3 separate regions of the Mus musculus genome follow, and regions 1 and 3 are each linked to region 2. The links are chromatin contacts, called in public Hi-C and promoter capture Hi-C maps. All regions are on one chromosome and are shown on one strand. The core of a region is the stretch at or near the end of the contact, and the rest is flanking DNA. Distances in the headings are between cores, read along the strand shown. Region 1 holds the start of 2410006H16Rik (RIKEN cDNA 2410006H16 gene). Region 2 holds the start of Sh3bp5l (SH3 binding domain protein 5 like). Region 3 holds the start of Tvp23b (trans-golgi network vesicle protein 23B).

The links. Promoter capture Hi-C pulls out the DNA fragments that hold promoters and counts their contacts. A called contact is a pair of places that touch in the nucleus more often than the background predicts.
Region 1: a promoter capture Hi-C map of pre-B cells shows a contact between it and region 2, with 5 times the contacts expected there. The contact joins the promoter of 2410006H16Rik here to the promoter of Sh3bp5l in region 2. A contact is called at or near these places in 2 of 39 promoter capture datasets (liver and pre-B cells).
Region 3: a Hi-C map of Th1 cells shows a contact between it and region 2, with 7 times the contacts expected there. The contact joins the promoter of Tvp23b here to the promoter of Sh3bp5l in region 2. A contact is called at or near these places in 2 of 484 Hi-C or Micro-C datasets (CD4 T cells and Th1 cells).

Annotation. Positions count from the first base shown.
Region 1 is chr11:62,601,542-62,604,362 of GRCm38.p6, forward strand. It overlaps 2410006H16Rik (RIKEN cDNA 2410006H16 gene), which reads left to right and starts at 1,336. Exons shown (of 5, transcript NR_030738.1): 1 at 1,336-1,482; 2 at 1,694-1,741; 3 at 2,056-2,105. Snord49b (small nucleolar RNA, C/D box 49B) reads left to right here and starts at 1,545; the gene lies at 1,545-1,607. It overlaps Snord49a (small nucleolar RNA, C/D box 49A), which reads left to right and starts at 1,919; the gene lies at 1,919-1,980.
Region 2 is chr11:58,329,358-58,332,057 of GRCm38.p6, forward strand. Sh3bp5l (SH3 binding domain protein 5 like) reads left to right here and starts at 1,350. Exons shown (of 7, transcript NM_024480.5): 1 at 1,350-1,435; 2 at 1,897-2,506. The coding sequence starts at 2,324. It also overlaps a transcript of Zfp672 not described here.
Region 3 is chr11:62,878,034-62,880,733 of GRCm38.p6, forward strand. It overlaps Tvp23b (trans-golgi network vesicle protein 23B), which reads left to right and starts at 1,422. Exons shown (of 7, transcript NM_026210.5): 1 at 1,422-1,562. The coding sequence starts at 1,551.

The sequences.
Region 1 (2,821 bases), core at 86-2,585, 4.3 Mb after region 2:
ACTTCCAATATAGAACATGGTATTTGGGGACCCATGAATCTTGTGTTCCTGGCCATGGTCAAGCATATTTGGCTCCAAGGGAAATTATCTTATTCCCTTTAAGAATGTTTTGGCCTGGACTTCCCTCCCTCCATCAAAATTCTGTTTATTCCTCAGACCACCAAGATTGCAGTCTCATGACCACCTGTCTAGTTCTGTCAAAATGAGTTGCCTCCTCAGCCTATTTGCATAAGAAGTGCATGCAAGCACTTATGTGTGTGTTGCTGGGTAGAACCCAGCATATCATATATACTAGCTCAACAGATTTTGCACTGAGGTGTTTTGAGACAGGATTTCATTCCGTAGGCCAGGCTGGTCTTGAACTCACAAGAACCCTACTCTAGTCTTCAGGTTCACATATCCCAGGCTGACCTCATAGCTGAAGATGACCTTGAACTTCTGATTCTGCTGCCTCCACATACCCAGAGCTTGGGAGTTTGTCACAATGTCCAGTTTATGAGGTGCTGGGGATGGAGCTCAGAACTTCATGTTTGCTAGGGAAACACTGCATCCCCAACCCTTGAGAAAATCAAACATACTCATATACTGAAGGCATAGCATTAGCAGTTTTCTATTACCTATGCCCGATGCAAGTCTCTCCAGTCAGAAGTGGAAAGAGCAGGGGGCAATGGAAATGGATCAAGAGCTCTTCTTGATTCTACAGTTCTCTAAGGAATGTGATGAGGGCCGTCTGCATAGGGCCTTGAGAGACTCCGTGGATATGTTGTAAAAATAATGGGGTGCAGAACGGCCCCAATCATTACACTTTTGTAACAGCGTTTGTCTTTGAACGCGGTTTCGTGTGTGTTAGCGTAGATGAGCCAGGCTCTCCACCACCCAGTTAGATTATATAGGCCCGCTTTTTTTTTTTTTTTTTTAAATTTAAAATAGAGACAGGGGCTCATTAAATTGCCCAGGCTGGACTCGAATTCTTGCGTCGGGTTCCTAATCGATTACGATTACAGGCCTGCACTGTCAGGTCTGACTACACATTTCACACACTACACACGTTCACAAAGGACTAATAAGTCAGGGAAGACAACGAGGACGGAAAACCGCGGAAAGGATGTCGAGTCCGCGCTTAACCCAACACGCAGGCGCGCTGGAGCTCGCGCGCTCTTCGCTACCCAGAATCCCCCGGGGCGGGGGAGACCACTCGCTCAACAGAACGGGGGAGGCCTGGGTCGCGAGGCGGGCCGCTGGAAGTTCCCGTGAGCCTTTGCCGCCCTCACCTCCCTGGGGTGAGGAGTGGTCTATTCCTAGCCCTTAAGAGGAGGGCGCTCACGCGCCGTCTTTCTCTGCGGCCATCATGGGATCGTGCTCTTCTCGCTCGTTGAGCTGGTCCCTTCGCCGTGGCCTGCTGGTGACGGTCTGGAGCGATGCTGAGCCCGGGCCCAGCCTCTCAGCTCCGCCTTGTGCGCTGCACAGATCTAGGGGAGCCTGGTAAGTCGAGGTCTGCATCGCGGGGCGCCGCGCGTGGGCGGGGTGTCGGCTGCAATGATGATGAAACTAGAAAAAAAAGGAAGTGCCGTCCGATGCGACAACTGACGACATCCCTAGTTAGCTGACTGCAGTCGTTTAAGCCTCGGCGACCCAGTGCTGAACACAAGTGTTCTAATTGCCCCTCATGACTCTTACTCTTCTAACCTTTCAGACGGGACGTTGACAACGTGGAATAGGAGCAGTATCATCCCACCATGAGGTAAGGGTTTCTGGAGTATCAGGTGGGGTTCATAGACAAGAGGCTGTGTAGCTTTCGCTCCAGGGACTCCCAACATACCCTGGCCCATGTGGGCACATACATAAATTTAAGACGTGTCTCCATTTAGTGGCTGGAACTACTAGTTGGAGGACAGCAGAAAGCTTGACTGCTGTGATGAGATGACTAAGTAGGAAGTGCCGTCAGAGTCGATAACTGACGATAACTGCTCCTGGCTGACTGCAGTCAAGCCCACACCGGTGGCTGGGGTTTAGGTTTAACTTGGGCTGGACTTTTAACAACTGCTGTACTTCTAGGTTGGGGATTTAAGAGTGGAAGATTGCCAACAGCTGTGGCCTCCCATGAGGTAAGCTTTCAGCTTGGGATTTTAGACCGTTTTGATTTGAGCTAGAGTGTTCATGTATGAGCATCAGTTTTGCCTGTACTCAATACTGGTTGTAGCTGATGGGGGTGGTTAAGTAAGGCAACAGTGCACAGCTCTTACTGTAGAGCCATTTTTTTTTTAAGATTTATCATATCTAAGTACGCTGTAGCTGTTTTCAGATGCACCAGAAGAGGGCATCAGATCTCATTACGGATGGTTGTGAGCCACCATGTGGTTGCTGGGATTTGAACTCCGGACCTTCCGAAGAGCAGTCGGTGCTCTTAACCACAGAGCCATCTCCAGCCCCCTATAGAGCCATTTTTGTGTGTGTTTGCTGTCTTGATGCTAGAAAAAAATGGCACCGGACTTAGGTGGTTGTGAGCCACAATTAGTGCTGGCAGTCAAACCTGGTCTTCTAAGAACTTAGACCTTCTAGTCCATTAACTTGGGTCTTAAAATTTTCAGTTAATGTGGTCTTACAATTGAACCCAGTTGGGCTGGTTTGGCTAGTTGTAAATGTATTTTAGTAATTTGAAAAATACTTCCCTTTTAGGTCTAGGATGTGTTAAGAACTGTAGCTTTCTTGAGAAGAGGCAGGCAGAGTTCAGGCCAGCCTCGTCTACAGTAGTGAGCCAGGGCTACAAAGAAATCCAAAAGAGAAAAGCCAGGGTGGGAGGGCAGCCATTGATTTTGCAAGG
Region 2 (2,700 bases), core at 100-2,599:
TTACCATGTTTTGAGGACTGTTCTTCTTGCAAACTCCCCAATTGCAGACTTCACTCAGAGCTAAGCAAGATAGAAGTCAACTTGAACTGTTATGTCTAAATTATTTAAACACACACACACACAACTTGGAAAAAGGCCAATAACCCTACAAGCCCTCCCCGCAATTGCTTGTGAGTTCATTATGGGTTTCTGCCTATATAAACTGACCCTGAAACGAAGTTCATGATAGTAGCATTCAGTTCCAGAGTCTAAGCTATGTCTACCGACCGTGGGGTGTGCATTCAATACACTATCCCTGTCTGACTGAGATTGATATTCCTGTGGTTTGTGGGGCGACTCCTGGACCCTAACAGGGACCAGCTCTGGAATTCCTTTCACTTCAGACTGTGGAACCCCGTCCTCCTCCATTCTCATGCCTCTAGAAACACCTAAAGACTCCTTCACAGATAGGAAGGCAGCTCTTGACTAAACAGACTCTTTACCGATTTACTAAACACGGGCTATGTTCAACAGAACCCAATGGGAAGAGAATTGGGCCCGGATACGTGTTTCATCTCCAGAAAAAAAGCCTGGGGCCCCGAGGCCGTCAGACATTTGTACCACGCAAGCATCCATCCTGCATCCCATCCATGGCTTCGGTCCGTCTTGCAAGCCACACATAGCACTGGTATCCAGACCACCCATGAACGAAGCAGGGAGCTCACTGGGCTAAGTTCGAGCCTCCTCCTCCCACTCTAGGAAAGTGAGCTAACAGTGAGATCCTCTGCATTCACGCGGTAGCCGGCGTCCCGTGAGGCCGGCTACTTAGCGGGAGAGATGGCGCCCGCTGCAGGTGTCGGGAGAGGTTCACCCACCTGTCTCGACCTAGAGTCCGCCGGATTCACTGAACCGAGAAAAAAGAAAAGAAAAGGAAAAAAAAAATCACTTTTGAAAAACGACTTCGTTTTTGTTAGCAATACCCAGATAGGAGCTAGCCGAAACCGGAAGTTGCATCACCTCCGGTCGCGCCAGGCAGTGACAGTCCTTAGCCCCGCCTCTGTTCCTAAAGCAACGATGGCCGCTCCCGCGTACGACACTATTGCTAGCATTTCTCGAATTGGGAGGGACTATCGATTTTCATCACCTGCTGTAGTTTTCCTCAGCAACTCTTACTCATGCATTCATTTTATTTAGGCTTGGTTGGCGGGTGAACTGGGAGCTAGGAAAGGCGACGTCGGATGTAGAGTAGCGCCATCTTGTACGGACCCTGAACGTTTAGCACGCCGAGCGTGAGCTTACATCGGGCAATACTTGTCAGAGAGGAAAAAAAAAAATAGCGTTTTTACGCGATGGCGTATTTCCGTTTCCTCTCTGCCAGGGCGTTTTTGGTTGGACGGTCTTGTTGCGGAGGGAGGGGGAAGATTGTTTGCTCCGTAGACGCTCCCCGTAAAGCAAGGTAAACTGAGGTAAAGCCGGGAAGGGGCATTTTTTTTTTCGCCTGGTTACATGGGATGGCTGGGACTCAGACGCTGGGTCCGCGGAAGAGTATGCGCTTGGAGCCTGGAGGCTCAGATGGCCCCCAGGGCTGGAGAGGCAAGGTTGGGGGATAGAAGGTGAATTGCAAAGCCGGACCGAGGGGGACGGGCTTGGTAGAAAAAGGGTGTGGAGGAGAGAGGGTGGGGCTCAGAGGGAAGTTTGGAAGGGGAGGGACTGTGGAGGGAACAGGGACGCGAGCAGAGTCGGACCTAAAGTCCTTGAGGCCGGAGGAAAGAAGTTGAGGTGGGGGACTGGTCGGATCTCGGGAGTGTGTGTTGGGAAACCAGTGGTATCTTGGGGAGACCCAGGACGCGGAGGAGGCTGCTGGCCAAGGTTCTGATGCTGACATCCTATGTAACTTGACCTTTGTGTCTCCTGCAGCTCCCCAGAGGCGCATCTCCCACCCTCTGCTTGGACTTAGCTTTCTCTCCATCTGCCACCACAGCCTGGAGGCGCTTGCCTCCACCCTCCCGAATGGTGCTCCTCTTCCCAGGCGTCGGCCCAGGATCCAGGCCCCCTTTGCTCCTTGAGTTGGAGCTGTTGCCGCTGGGGTCTCTTGGTGGGCTCCCCGTGGTGAGGTGTGAAGAACTTTTGCACAGACGAAGCTTTAGTTATAAGGACCTCCTCAGCAGTTCGAAGCTCAGCCTCTAACTGAACGCGAGGCCCATCTGTGCTGCTTCTCTTCGGCCTTTGAGAAGAGAAAGCCCTATTCTGTTCCATCCAAAGTCCAGGAAGCCTCAAACTGGGGCCCTGCTCCCAGCATGCCAGCCCTCTCTTGTGCATAGGGCTTTGCCCTCTTCCAGCCAGCATGGCTGATCTCAAAAAGGCTGCAGGGGGCCGGGAGACTCCGCAGGGGGAACTTCGGTCAGAGGTGGTAGAGGATGAGGGCCCTAGGAGCCCGGTCGCAGAGGAGCCTGGAGGAAGTGGAAGCAACAGCAGTGAGACCAAATTGTCCCCTAGAGAGGAGGAGGAACTGGATCCTAGGATACAGGTGAGAAGGCTGATGGAGGAGGTCAGAAGTCCAGAGGCCAGACTTGCTGAAGAGCTGTGGGATCAATGAGGCCTTAGACTCCTCTCTCACAGTGGGCTGGGGTGGGAAAGGGAAGCAGACATGTACATAAAACGTGGCGGTTCAGTGTGACAAGTGTGACAAGTGCTGATGGAGAGCAGGGACCCTGCCTGAGT
Region 3 (2,700 bases), core at 172-2,671, 4.5 Mb after region 2:
CCCTACATAGAGGCTCAACACCCCAGGCAGACTTTCCCCGTCATTAAGTTCCAGTTCTTGAGGGTGAGGGGAGATAGGGGCAAGGCAGGAGGACAGAGCATCTAGTCAGTTGGTACTAGGAGGCAACACCCTGTTTCAAAAGCAAGCAAAGAACCCCCCCCCCAACACACACACACCAGTCCTCCAAAAAGGAAGACAAAAATCCTAACAAGTGGGAAATTCACTTTCTTGTCAAATGCTCTATATCTTAAAATATGGTAGTGAATTCAAATTGCATTCATATAAAAAGTGAGAACCAAAAAAATTTTTTTTCCACACAACCTCACAACACAGGGTGGGCCACCAAAATCTTTGTCCAAGCAGGTTAGGACATAGGTCATTTGTCCAGCTTCACACGAAGATGCGCAATTACCTTGCCTGCTTTCTCTTTTTTGGGAACTAGGTCCATGTTTCTTCATTATTGTAACACTGGGTTTGACATAGTCCTGGCAAAGAACCAGATAAAACCCCGGGTTCTGTGAAGAGTCCCTTCAGTTAAGAAAAGGTGAGAGGGACATTGCATGAGCCTCCAACAGTCTGACATAGTTGAGCAAACAGAATATCTCTATCATTACAGTTGCAAAGATGGCTTTAAACTCTCTGAATTTGTCTCGAAAAACCAAAAAAAAAAAAAAAAAAAATCTCTGAATTTTAGGTCTAGGCATGATCATGCCATCAGCAGGTGACTTAAAACAGTAATAAAAGCAAATTTGTGCCACTTTACTAAATGCTCTGTAAAGCCATCACCGTCCTTCCCACTTTACAGCCGAGGAAGGATGTACATAGAGATTGGTTATATAATTGGTACATGGAGGGCAGAGGCGCGATACTGGCCTCTCTTCTTGTTCTGAGGTTATGCCCCTTACAGCAGTACCCTCACTGCTTACGCTAGTCTTCTTGTCTCTTTCTTACTCGGTTTTTTTTTTTTTAATTTCTTTCCAAGGACACATTTATTTCTCAATTTTCTTTAACATTTAAATCGCTTAAGAAAGACTATACTAAAATACAATACATTTACAAGGTTAAATTATAAAGCTCCGCCTCTCTCAGGGCGTCCCTGCTGGTGGTAATGACTCACAGTTTGTACTTCTTTGGTAGCAAAAAACATTTTCCATTCATAACCCAAGAAACTTCGCTTTAGAACCCATTAAGTTAGCCAGTTTATTCCCAAGCGTTTTGCTTTTCCTTAGAAGTGCAGCCCTTGCCCCTGCTCACGCTTGCCCCGCCCACCTCCACCTCAGCCCCTACAGAGTCTCTGCGTCAAGGCCCCGCCCACACACCCCGCCTCCTACCGCCCGCGTCCGTCGCGTGGACCAGCTCTTTCCGCCCCGCCCACTATGGAGCCCCGCCCCAAGGTATGGACCCGCCTATCGCCTTCCGGTCTCTGGAGTTGCGCCCTCCCACCAAGTGGCTTCCTGGTGCGCTTGTGACGTCGGCTGTAGAGCTGGATCGCGTGGCAGCTTTGCTGTCGTGGCTCTCGGAAGTGGGGGGCGGGTTGGCGCAGGGTCGTCATGTTGTCGCAGGTGAGGGATGGCGGCCGAGCGCCGGTAGCCGGTGCTTGAGTTGGGGCTGGGGGTCTTGCCCAGTCGCCCGAGGCTGTTGGGTCCGTGTGCCCGCCCACTGCCTGAGCTGTAGGAACTGCAGGTGGGTGGGTAGGAGGGCCAGCCCCGGGCAAATTGTCGCTAGAGGGTTTGTGGACTGTGAGGGATAGGGTGCACCGGCGACCCCGGAGGCACAGAGGCCTCCTGTCAGCGGGTGTGGAGCACACTCGCTGCAGGATCTCTGGGTGTGAGGTCGGGGGTAACCCGTCTTCCCATAGCCTGCCCGGATGAGGGGAATGGCCTGTAGGGCCCTGATACACAAGTTCAGGGCGATCCTGTAGGGAGAGATTGCCAGAGCCTTGGGTTCCAGTGTTACTACGCTGTACACAGATAATCACGATGGTTATCGCCTTTGTACCCGTAGAGGTCGATGTAGCCAATTGTCCTTCGGCCAGAGATTAGTACATGTAATATATTTTCTTCCTTTAAAATTTTACTGTGAAGCTGGGCGTGGTGGCGCACGCCTTTAATCCCAGCACTCGGGAGGCAGAGGCAGGTGGATTTCTGAGTTCGAGACCAGCCTGATCTACAGAGTGAGTTCCAGGACAGCCAGGGCTATACAGAGATATACAGGCTATACAGAGAACCCTGTCTCGAAAAACCAAAAAAACAAAACAAAAAAACAAAAAAAATTTTTTTTTTACTGTGAACTCCCATGTAGATTGTGTCACACGGGTTTCATTGTCAGGTTGGGATGTTCAAGGAGATGGGATCTGCAAAGGGCAGGATGGCTGGGGGTGGGGGTTGGGATGGGGAGAGGTTAGGTTGGGGAACAACATATTTTCAGATCATAATAATAAAGACATAGTGACATACCAAGTGTCTCAGGATGGGCCAACTAGAATCTGTGATAAGAAAAGTCTACTTTGTGGAAATGTGGAGTAGAAAAAATTCATTGATGGTTTCAGCTCAGCTCTGAAGGTGCATTTAGATCCGCTTCTTCCTACTCCTAGGTCTGTGACCATAAGTCCTTCCACCTGTTGGGCATTTGACATTTTTTATAGTCATTACCTTCCTTCCCCCAGGCAACCTGTGCATTAAAATTTCTCTGCAGACTTAA